2 separate regions of the Ovis aries genome follow, and region 1 is linked to region 2. A link is a contact called in public Hi-C data. All regions are on one chromosome and are shown on one strand. Each heading gives the region's core, a stretch centred on a gene start, on an enhancer-like site or on the middle of the called end of the contact. The rest is flanking DNA. Distances are from core to core; before and after follow the strand shown.

Region 1 (5,274 bases), core at 406-2,905, 67 kb before region 2:
TTTAGCTATTCCCTCTAAAGAAGCACATGGGGAAAGGTCTTGGAAAGGAGCTCATCGAAAGCCCATCAAACTTTCTGGATTTAGCTGTCATTCTGTGTATGTGCTGAAGACCTTTCCTCAATAGCCAGCCCCAGGCACTGGAACTCTGAAGGCAAAGATGTTTCCAGTCTTTGGGCTGGCCGACCTCAGAGGGGATTTGGTGTTGTTTGTCAGCTGCCTGCCTAACCTAGGTCAGCATCTACCTGCATGGAGCACGTCACATCTGTTATTCAAATAAAGGGATGACTGGTGAGAGACAAAAGTGAGTGAATGAATGGTGAGTATGAGATTTTAGAAATTATTCCAGTAGGTGGTCTGCCGCTTTCCACAATCAAATCTCAACTCAACCCAGGGTCCAAAATCAAAAGTCACGTGCATGGCACAAGCTAAGAGAGATAGGAGGGACCGTGGTTCCCCCTCCCAGCTTGGGAATTGCAGTTTATGTAATCCCAAGGCTTAAGGGAGTCCTGCTTCGAGGGCTCTAGTCAATGGGCTTTCATAGCAGCTGCTGGCAAGTGGGTTGAGTTGACAGAAGTTGAAGTGCTTGGAAGAGACACAGTAAAATCAAACACTTAAATTTCAACTCTGTTGTGATAAACTAAGTTGCCAATGTTTAGAAAACAGTCCAGGATTTCATCTTAACCTGGCTAGCAGGTGAAGCTGAAAAATATTTAGTCACTTACTTCTGGGTACTGACCACTTAGACTCAAGAGGAATGGATAAAAATAACTAGCAGGCCTTGAAGAAATCACAAGGTGCCTTATAAAAGAAATTAAAAGACTGCCTGCCCAGCTTCATAGACAGTATTGAATTTATGGTGGAAAAAGGACAAGAAGATAATTCTTGACTACTAAATCAATCTGTTTTCTCAGCAGAACCATATTCTCCTTTCTGAGCAGGCTTTGCAAACTCTCTGGGACAACATTTTTTCGTGTTTCCTTTTCTCCTAAAGAGGTTGAGCTTCAGTAATTTTGGAGAAAGACTATAAGACTTTATTATCAGCACCATCAAACAGTCCATCTGATGCACTCCTAGCAGTCAGCGTGCTACCATATACGAGTCAGCATCACCTAGAACTGGGCTTGATGGGACATCTGTGCAGAGGTGTGTCCAAATGTCTGTCCCCAACTCCTGCCAAAGGGTTCCCTCAAACAGGTTTCAGAATGGGAACAGCAGAGATTAAAGATGAACACATTCACAATTATGAAAAAGAATGATTTCACCCTGTTTAACTCAGTATTTCCCAAAATTATTTGACCACAGAACCCCCCCCTCATAAAAGATATTAATAACAAATAGAATTTATGTTTTATGAAACTTTGGGAAAAACAATTGTCATGGCAGTCCTAATTGTCAGGAAGGGTTTTGTGCCCCAAACTAATAATGTCAGGAGGGGTTGGTGTTTGTGAACTCAACCAGGCAAAGTCCACGCTGGGTATAAGAAATCCACCTTCCAGCAGCAGCTTCATCATCAACTGTGCAGATGTGGGAAAGTGGTGTAACCTCTTGATCCCTCAGGTTCTTTATCTCCCCAGTGAGTCCTTGACATCAAAGGTCTCTTCCAAACTGAACAATCGAGCTGGTGAATCAGTGAAGGAAGTGTCCTCAACTCATGACCTCTGACTTGGCTCACACACAGTTAGCACTGAACACCCAGACAAGGCAGGCACCGATATGACCCTTCTGCAGGCGGGAGTCCTGCTCAGTGGTTTGTGAACTACCCCATCCCTATCCTGACGGGGCTGTTTGGGTCCCAAGTCCACACTCACCTAAACCCATGATCCTAACTGAATGTACAAAGCTTCTCTTCCTGTTTCCTCCATTCAGGCCCCAAGTTCTTATCTCATTCCCTCAGGTCTGCAGCTCTTTGAAGAGGTCTTCTTGGCTTCTTTGCCAGAGAATACTGGCAAAGCGACTGAGCGTACACACACACACACACATAGCTGATCAACGCCCTGGAGCCTTGAGATAGAGTCAGTGAGTGTAATTGCAGCTTCCCTGGGAAGGGTGAGGACTCAGGTCAGGAGGACGAAGGAGTATGTGCTGAAGCTCTTCACTGGAATGGGCTGCGGAAGTGTGTAAGAGTGTGCATGTGTGTGTGTGTGTGTGGCAGGGCTGGGGTATGTGTGAGGCAGGATGGAATTTGTAAGCTTTTGAGAAAATCCATTGAATCAGCAATTCAGCTCGATGGTTAAATGAGTAATTTAGGGTCTGAGTTTGGGTTCCAACACTGCCTCTACCACTTATTAGCTCTGTGACCTCTACGCAGATTTCTTAGCCTCTGCAAACTCTACCTGTCTAATCAGCAAAATAGGAAAGGTAACAATTCCTGTTTATCAGGACTGTTTCAAAAATCAGTGAGATAAAAGTATGTACGGCATTTATTATGTCTGGCACCCTGCCAGTGCTTATTAATGATTATAAATAATTAACATTCTATTGTTTGATATGCACCAAGTACTGTTTTAAAAAATTTCATGTATTCATTTCAACTCCACAATAACCCTTTAAGGAAGAAGCCAGAATTTTATTTGTTTGTTTGTTTATTATTGGCTGCACCATGTGGCTTGAAGGATCTTGTTTCCTGACCAGGGAATGAACGTGGGCCGTGGCAGTAAATGCAGAGAGTCCTAATCACTGGACTGCCAGGAAAACCCCTATTATTATTTTAACCGAAGGATAGTCGATTTACAATATTATATTAGTTTCAGGTGTACAGCACAGTGATTCAGTGTTTTGTAAGTTATTTAAAGTTATCACAAAATACTGGTTACATTTCCCTGTGCTGTACCATATACCCTTATTGCTTATCTATTTTGTACGTAATAGTTCTAATCACCCGCCACTGTCTGGCCCCTCCTCTGCTCCTTCTCCCCACTGTTAACACCACTGGCTTGTTTTCTGTGTCTGTGAGTCTGTTTCTGTTCTGCTGTATTCTTTTGTTTCATTTTTTAGACTCTACATATGCATAAAATCATTCCGTATTTGTCTTTCTCTGTCTGACTTCTTTCACTAAATGTCATACTCTAGGTCCATCCATGTTGTTGTGATGGCAGAATTTAATTTGTTTTTATGGCTGAATCATAATCCATCATATTACATATATCACACCTTCATTATCCATCCATCTGTTTATGGACATTTAGGTTGCTTCCATATCTTGGCTTCTATACACAGTGTCGCTATGAACATTGGGGTGCCTGGATCTTTTTGTATCAGTGTTTTAGTTTTTTTGGATATATGCCTTGGAATGGAATTGCTGAGTCATATGGTGGTCTATTTTTAGTTTTCTGAAGATCTTCCATACTGGTTTCCATAGTGGTTGAATCATTACATTCCTACCAACTGTATACAGAGGTTGGAAGCCAGGATTTTATGGATAAGTAAATGGATATATAAATTGGAGCGTGGTTCCCAGGTGGCACTAGTCATAAAGAAGCCACCTGCCAATTCAGGAGACATAAGAAACTCGGGTTCAATCCCGGGGACAAGAAGAAATCCTGGAAGAGGGCATGGCAACCCACACCAATGTTCTTGCCTGGAGAATCCCATGGACGAGGAGCCTGGTGGGCTACAGTCCATGGGGTTGCACAGAGCTGTACATGACTGAAGCGATTTAGCACACACAGGCACAGTGTACCTATTATTAATGCTGCTGTTACTGTTTTCATTATTAACATTTCCTGATTATACATTAACTATATAATATTTGTATATTATCACTTTCTTATTACATTAATATAATCAATTATTGAGAGATATTATTACTAATATCTCTTACTAGGTTCTGTTCTTTTCTGTCCACAGAATTTCACAATAAGAAGCAGCTTGTGATCAAGTATGTTTTGCAAAAGGGAACTGGATCCTCTTGATTTGGGTTCTGATAGAATAGCAAGGAGAGTTAAGAAAGTCTTAAGTGAACAGTGCAAAGAAACAGAGGAAAACAACAGAATGGGGAAGAGTAGAGATCTGTTCAAGAAAATTAGAGATACCCAGGGGTCATTTCATGCAAGGATGGGCACAATAAAGGACAGAAATGGTATGGACTTAACAGAAGCAGAAAAGATTACGAAGAGGTGGTATAAATATACAGAAAAACTATACAAAAAAGGTCTTAATGATCTGAATAACCATGATGGTGTGGTTACTCACCTAGAGCTAGACATCCTGGAGTGTGAAGTCAAGTGGGTCTTAGGAAGCATTACTGCAAACAAAGCTAGTGGAGGTGATGGAATTCTAGCTGAGCTATTTCAAATCCTAAAAGATGACGGCGTTAAAGTGCTACACTCATTACGTCAGCAAATTTGGAAAACTCAGCAGTGGCCACAGAATTAGAAAAGGTCAGTTTTCATTCCAATCCCAAAGAAGGACAATGTTAAAGAATGTTCAAATTACTGTACAATTGCACTCATTTCACATGCCAGAAAGATTATGCTCACAATTCAAGCCAGGCTTCAGCAGTACCTGAATTGAAGACTTCCAGATGTATAAGTTGGATTTAGAAAAAGCAGAAGAACCAGAGATCAAATTGCGAACATCCTCTAGATCATAGAAAAAGCAAGGGAATTCCAAAAAAAATCTCCTTCTGCTTCACCGACTATGCTAAAGCCTTTCACTGTGTGGATCACAATAAACTGTGAAAAATTCTTAAAGAGATGGGAATACCAGACCACCTGACCTGTCTCCTGAGAAACCTGTATGCAGAACAAGAAGTAACAATTAGAATGAGACATGGAACAATGAACTGGTTCCAAACTGGGAAAGGAGTCCATCAAGGCTGTATATTGTCACCCTGCTTATTTAACGTCTATGCAGAGTACATCATGTGAAATACCAGGCTGAATGACTCACAAGCTGGACTCAAGATTGCAGGAAGAAAGATCAATAACCTCACATATGCAGATGATACCACTCTAATTGCAGAGAGTGAAGAGGAACTAAAGAGCCTGTGACGAAGGTGAAAGAGGAGAGTGAAAAAATTGGCTTAAAACTCAACATTCAAAAAGTAAGATCATGGCATCCAGTCCCATCACTTCATGGCAAATAGATGGGAAAACTTGGAAACAGTTACAGATTTTATCTTCTTGGACTCCAAAATCACTGAGAACGGTGACTGCAGCCATGAAAGTAAACGACACTTTCTCCTTGGAAGAAAAGCTATGACTAATCTACACAGGGTATTAGAAAGGAAATCAACTCTGAATACTGACTGGAAGGACTGATGCTGAAGCGCCA
Region 2 (4,919 bases), core at 393-2,892:
CTAAATCTTCAGAACCTTTGAGGACCAGACCCCAGGGTCAGATACCGTGAGATAGGTGCTTATTGCATACCTGCTGAATCAAAGAACAAGATCATGATGGGCACAGAGTGAGCCAAGAAGAAAAAGAAGCAGAACCCCGCCTCTGTCAGTGTCTGCTCCATTTCACCGCTGTGATCAAGGCAGTTTCCTATAACTAACTCTTCACACTTAAGTGAAATACAAACTACCCCAGAACTCTACTTGACCTTCAGAGCCTTGTAATTGTTTCGGTGGTCTGCCTCATGACTGTTAGGTTGTCCCAGAGACCTGAGCACTTAGCCTTAGAAGACTTTAACATTTCTCCTTAAAACAGTGTCAACTTGAGGATTCAGTGGGGGAATAACTGGCAAATAACAGAATCTAAAAGAAGAATCTTTTAAAGAATCTTTAAAAGAATCTTTAAAAGAAGCGACAGCTTTCCACTTCTTTCTCATTCAGCTCTCAAACGTTTCTTAAATAGCCTGCTTACAACCACCCAGGAACATTCACACGCCATGGTGAGAAGTGCCATCAGTAATTCTCTCTGATATTGACAGAAAGAAAAGAAGCATCCTATTCTTCAATAATTTGAACCACCTCATGGAACACTGACTTCCTCTAAATTCACTGGGCAAACATCTATACCACAATGGAAAATAAAATGTACTAAATTACTAAAGGGAGTTATTGTTGTTTTTAAGGTTATTTGCAGTGCTTGAGGGAAAAAAAAGGTTTTTGTCTTATATCATTGGAAAATTCGTTCAGTGGTGGTTTGTGAAAATCTCACCTCATCTGTACTGCCAAGGTCACTGAGACCCAAGTAACTGACCTGGGAGATATTTGCCTAATTATCAAATATTCAGCAAACCATGCGTGACCATTTAACCGTTTGCACCTGGGACCGGCCTTCACACGCGTTGCTTCCTAGCACTGCCCTCCTCCCTTCCACCCCTATTCATCGCCACCCAGAGCGCCAGCACCCCTGAAGGAGCAAAATCCTGGGACTCAAGGACATTTCAAAGAAACAGCGGCGGTCACCGTCCATTTCCGTTTTCCTTAAAAGAAAAAAACACCCAGATGCTTAAAAATGGGGGAAGGAGGGGGTTCTCAGAAACTGTGGGAAATCTTTTGCAGTTTTTCCAATCCAAGTTCTCAGGCACTCTTGAAAGTTCATTAATTAGAGATTTAAACACAAAAGTGCTTTGCACACCAATTAGATGCCAAGCTTTGTAAGCTGTCTTGGTGTTCAGTTTGGGAGAGTTAGTAAAAGTCCCCCCACCTCACCCCATTCTGCATTTTGCCTCTTTCAGAGCCTTTTCTTGAATGACCTGACTTTTCCAAAGCAATCAAAGTGAGAATTGCCCCACTCCCACCCCCCACTTTTCCCCCATGGCAAAAGGAAATAAAGACGTAAAAATCCCCGGCGAGAGAAGTGGGGGCAATTAAGCCACAAAGCCGAGCTCCGCGGAAGTCAAGCTCCGGTGCTGCTCGAGGCGGGGCAGGGAGCGCGGGGCGGGAGACGGTCCCTACCTGGGAATGCGGCGGCGGCGGCGGCGGCGGGGTCCTGGCGCCCATGGCTTCGCCGGCCTCGGGCGGCCGCGCTGGGAAACGCCGGCGGCTCAGTGCCGCCGGGACCCGCGGCGCTCGCAGCTGCCGCCCCGGCGCCGTCATTGGGCCGGTGCGTCACGTGGCCTGGCCGGCGGGCGAGCCTCCAGCGCCCGCTAACCCTTTACCTGCGCCGCCAGCGCCGCTCCAGAGGGCTCCCCGAGCCCGACTACCGACACCCCATACGCCCGCCCCGGAGCCCAGGCTGGCCTGCGGGGCGCACCCGAGCAGGAAATCTCGGAGCTCGGCTTCTGATCGTCGACACTCAGGCTGCGTGCCAGCCGCCCGCTCGCTCGGGGAAACTTTTTGGTGCCTACTTTATCGTCGTGCTGCGGGGGAGAGGGGAGCTTCCTAAGATGCGGGACCTAAGAGGGGAGATACATAAGTGCACTCCCTGGCAAACTGATGTACCCTCCTTCTTCCCGTGAACTTGTTTTGTTTCCTCCCCCGTTCTGGCAAGTGCGTACCTGGCATACGCACTGTCACCTGCCTTTAAGGGATAAATATTCTGGGGTAGAGAGCAGACGCTACCAGGATGAGAATTCCCTGGGAAGCTGCATAGCCTCGCCGGCACCCTGGAGACCGCAGTGGGAGTTCAAAAGTCATGCTCCCCCCGTCCCCCACCTTCCCTCTCTGTTCCTGGGGTGTTGGAACCTCGGCTGCCACACTCCGTCTACCGTCCTAAGCTCCAAGCCTGAGCTTGGAGCCATCCATACGCTTAAGGTGGGTTGATTTACCCTAAAATAGTACTTAAGCGTTGGAGATTCTTTTCACCTGTGCTTCAAAGTGCGTCGGTGTTGGCCTTAACAGGGAGATATGTTAAGCAAGGGCGCCACCTAGCTTGTCCTTTTCTCTCTTTCCCCTTCATTCGTCCATTCAGAGAGCGTCAGCTTGAAACAGTATGCTGGAGAAGCAACAGGGCAGAATACCGTTTAAAGATGTAATCTGTCCACTCCAGTGACTCCAGCGCTATTTACATGACAACGTTTGTCACACTTTAACTCCTTTTTTTTTTTTTTGAATCATTCCACTTATGTAGTGGCTGCATGTTTTAAAATGATAGATTATTAGGATGGGAAGATATTATGATTCAAGAAAATGAGAATGGTCTGGAATGTTTTGAAAAGAATGATCATTGTACAGCTTGTCTGACTGGAAAATACCCTGTGGAACTGGAATGGTAGCTGCCAGGGGCAGACATCATATTTCAGGACACAAAAGCTGGTGAAGAAGTTGTAGTGGGTATACCTTCATTTACTGTTACTCAGTTGGTACAGTGTGAAATGCCACATGCTCGTAAGTTCTGAGATTTATTTTTCTGAAAAGGATACCAAATTGCTATGATTTATTCAGTAATCCTGGATAAATACTTTGGTATTATGTAGGAACTTGGATGATCCTTTTAGTTTTATTCAGTACGGTTATTTTTTAGAGATCATGTACATTTCAGATCATCAGCAGTAATGTAGCAGATAGGTGAATTTCTGTTTTAGAAAGGATTGCCAGGTATTGTACTCTCACAGGTTCTTAGGAAATTTTGTGGAATGTTTAAGAGTTACTGAAATTCATTTATGGAATATTTTCATAGAGAAGGAAATGGCAACCCACTCCAGTGTTCTTGCCTGGAGAATCCCAGGGGCGGGGGAGCCTGGTGGGCTGCCGTCTATGGGGTCGCACAGTCGGACACGACTGAAGTGACTTAGTTTATGTGCTGTTTTGGGCTTCCCAGGTGGCGCTAGTGGCGAAGAGTGTGCATGCCAATGGCAGGAGACATAGGAGACACTGATTCCACCCTTGGATTGGGAAGTTCCCCTGGACGAGGAAGTGGCAACCCACTCCAGTATTCTCTCCTGGAGAATCCCATGGACAGAGGAGCCTGGCAAGCTACAGTCCATGGGGTCGCATAAGAGTCAGACACGGCTGAGGAGGCTTAGCACAGGTGCATGCTGTTTTACATTACTTTCTGATAAAACCCTTTGTCCGCGTAAAGAACCATCTTATCCAATTTCTAACCCATGCTTTAAACATGGTCACAGGATAACGGTAAGTTTTAGTTGGTTATTTTGACCAAAAAGACTTGGGTGTTTATCTTGGGTTTTAAAGTATGTTTCCCAGACTAGCAGAATTGGCATCATCTGGGGGGATTTAGTAAAACTGCAGATTCTTGGGCTCCATCCTAGACATATGGACGCAGAAATAATGGGGTCAGGGAGGGCGAAAAAATATGTGTTTTAACAAATGAGGCACCACTGCCCTCAGCCTGCTCAAGCTGCTGGCTAGGTTACCCTCATCTATTAAAGGCTGGGGGGATACTATAAACCACACGTAGTGGTGTTAACCTCAAGTTACCAGTTTATCATGTTGATACCAGCTTGTCATGTTGATACACTAACCCAAACCCTCTGATGTGTCCGTACTATGTGTAATCTGTAGTTAATGCAGATCACAAGGAATGCCAAATAGAGCTCAGAGGGGCCCCTCATAAAAACATACAGAAGAAAAACCTATGGTTTCTTCATGCATATGGGAATGAAACACCATGAATCACTTAGTTTTTAAGGTGTGCTTATGTTTTCATTGGCATATAAATTGTTCTCTGATGATAAGTCATGGAAGCTAAGAAAGCTATTGGGTTGGTCAAAAAATTCATTTGGGTTTCCTGTAACAGCTTGCAGAACCTAAACAAACTTTTTGGCCAACCCAATAATTTGAGTGGATATGTATTTTTTTTATTGGAGGATAATTGCTTTACAGTGTTATGATGGTTCAGTCATAATTATGCATATATTCCCTCCCTCTTGAGCCTTCCTGCCCCCCTCCCATCCCACCCTTCTGGGTTGTCACAGAGCACCAGGCTGGGTTCCTTGTGTTACATAGCAGCTTCCCACTAGTTATCTGTTTTACAAATGCCACTGTATATATGTCAGCACTACTTTCTCAATTTGTCCTTTCCTCTCCTTCCCCCACTGTGTCCACAAGTTGGTTCTCTACGTCTCTGTCTCCATTCTTTCCTGTCAAATATTTGTCAACATAGCTCTAAACGAAAGAAGAGACAAATTTTTAAAAAGGTTATAGTATTGGCTTTGGAGAAGGAAATGGCAACCCACTCCAGTATTCTTGCCTGGAAAATCCCATGGATGGAGGAGCCTGGTAGGCTACAGTCCATGGGATCTTGAAGAGTTGGACATGACTGAGCGACTTCACTTTCATGAATTGGAGAAGGAAATGGCAACCCACTCCAGTGTTCTTGCCAGGAGAATCCCAGGGACGGGGGTGCCTGGTGGGCTGCCGTCTAT

What was found. Hi-C and Micro-C count contacts between places; a contact is called where the count stands out from the background.
Region 1: a Hi-C map of liver shows a contact between it and region 2, with 4 times the contacts expected there. The contact joins the enhancer-like site here to the promoter of C6H4orf19 in region 2. A contact is called at or near these places in 10 of 16 Hi-C or Micro-C datasets (blood, hypothalamus, liver and 5 more).

Annotation. Positions count from the first base shown.
Region 1 is chr6:57,626,117-57,631,390 of ARS-UI_Ramb_v3.0, reverse strand. The region is part of intron 1 of C6H4orf19 (chromosome 6 C4orf19 homolog); the gene reads right to left. Among named protein-coding and RNA genes, the nearest start is that of C6H4orf19, 66 kb to the right of the region's middle. Within about 2 kb of position 1,655, at least 4 of the 54 cell types and tissues checked have an H3K27ac peak or open chromatin away from gene starts, as enhancers often do. A contact at or near this core is called in liver, where this site is marked.
Region 2 is chr6:57,559,819-57,564,737 of ARS-UI_Ramb_v3.0, reverse strand. C6H4orf19 (chromosome 6 C4orf19 homolog) reads right to left here and starts at 1,642. Exons shown (of 3, transcript XM_060417583.1): 1 at 1,549-1,642. It overlaps LOC132660006 (a long non-coding RNA gene), which reads left to right and starts at 1,773. Exons shown (of 4, transcript XR_009601145.1): 1 at 1,773-2,346; 2 at 3,353-3,562.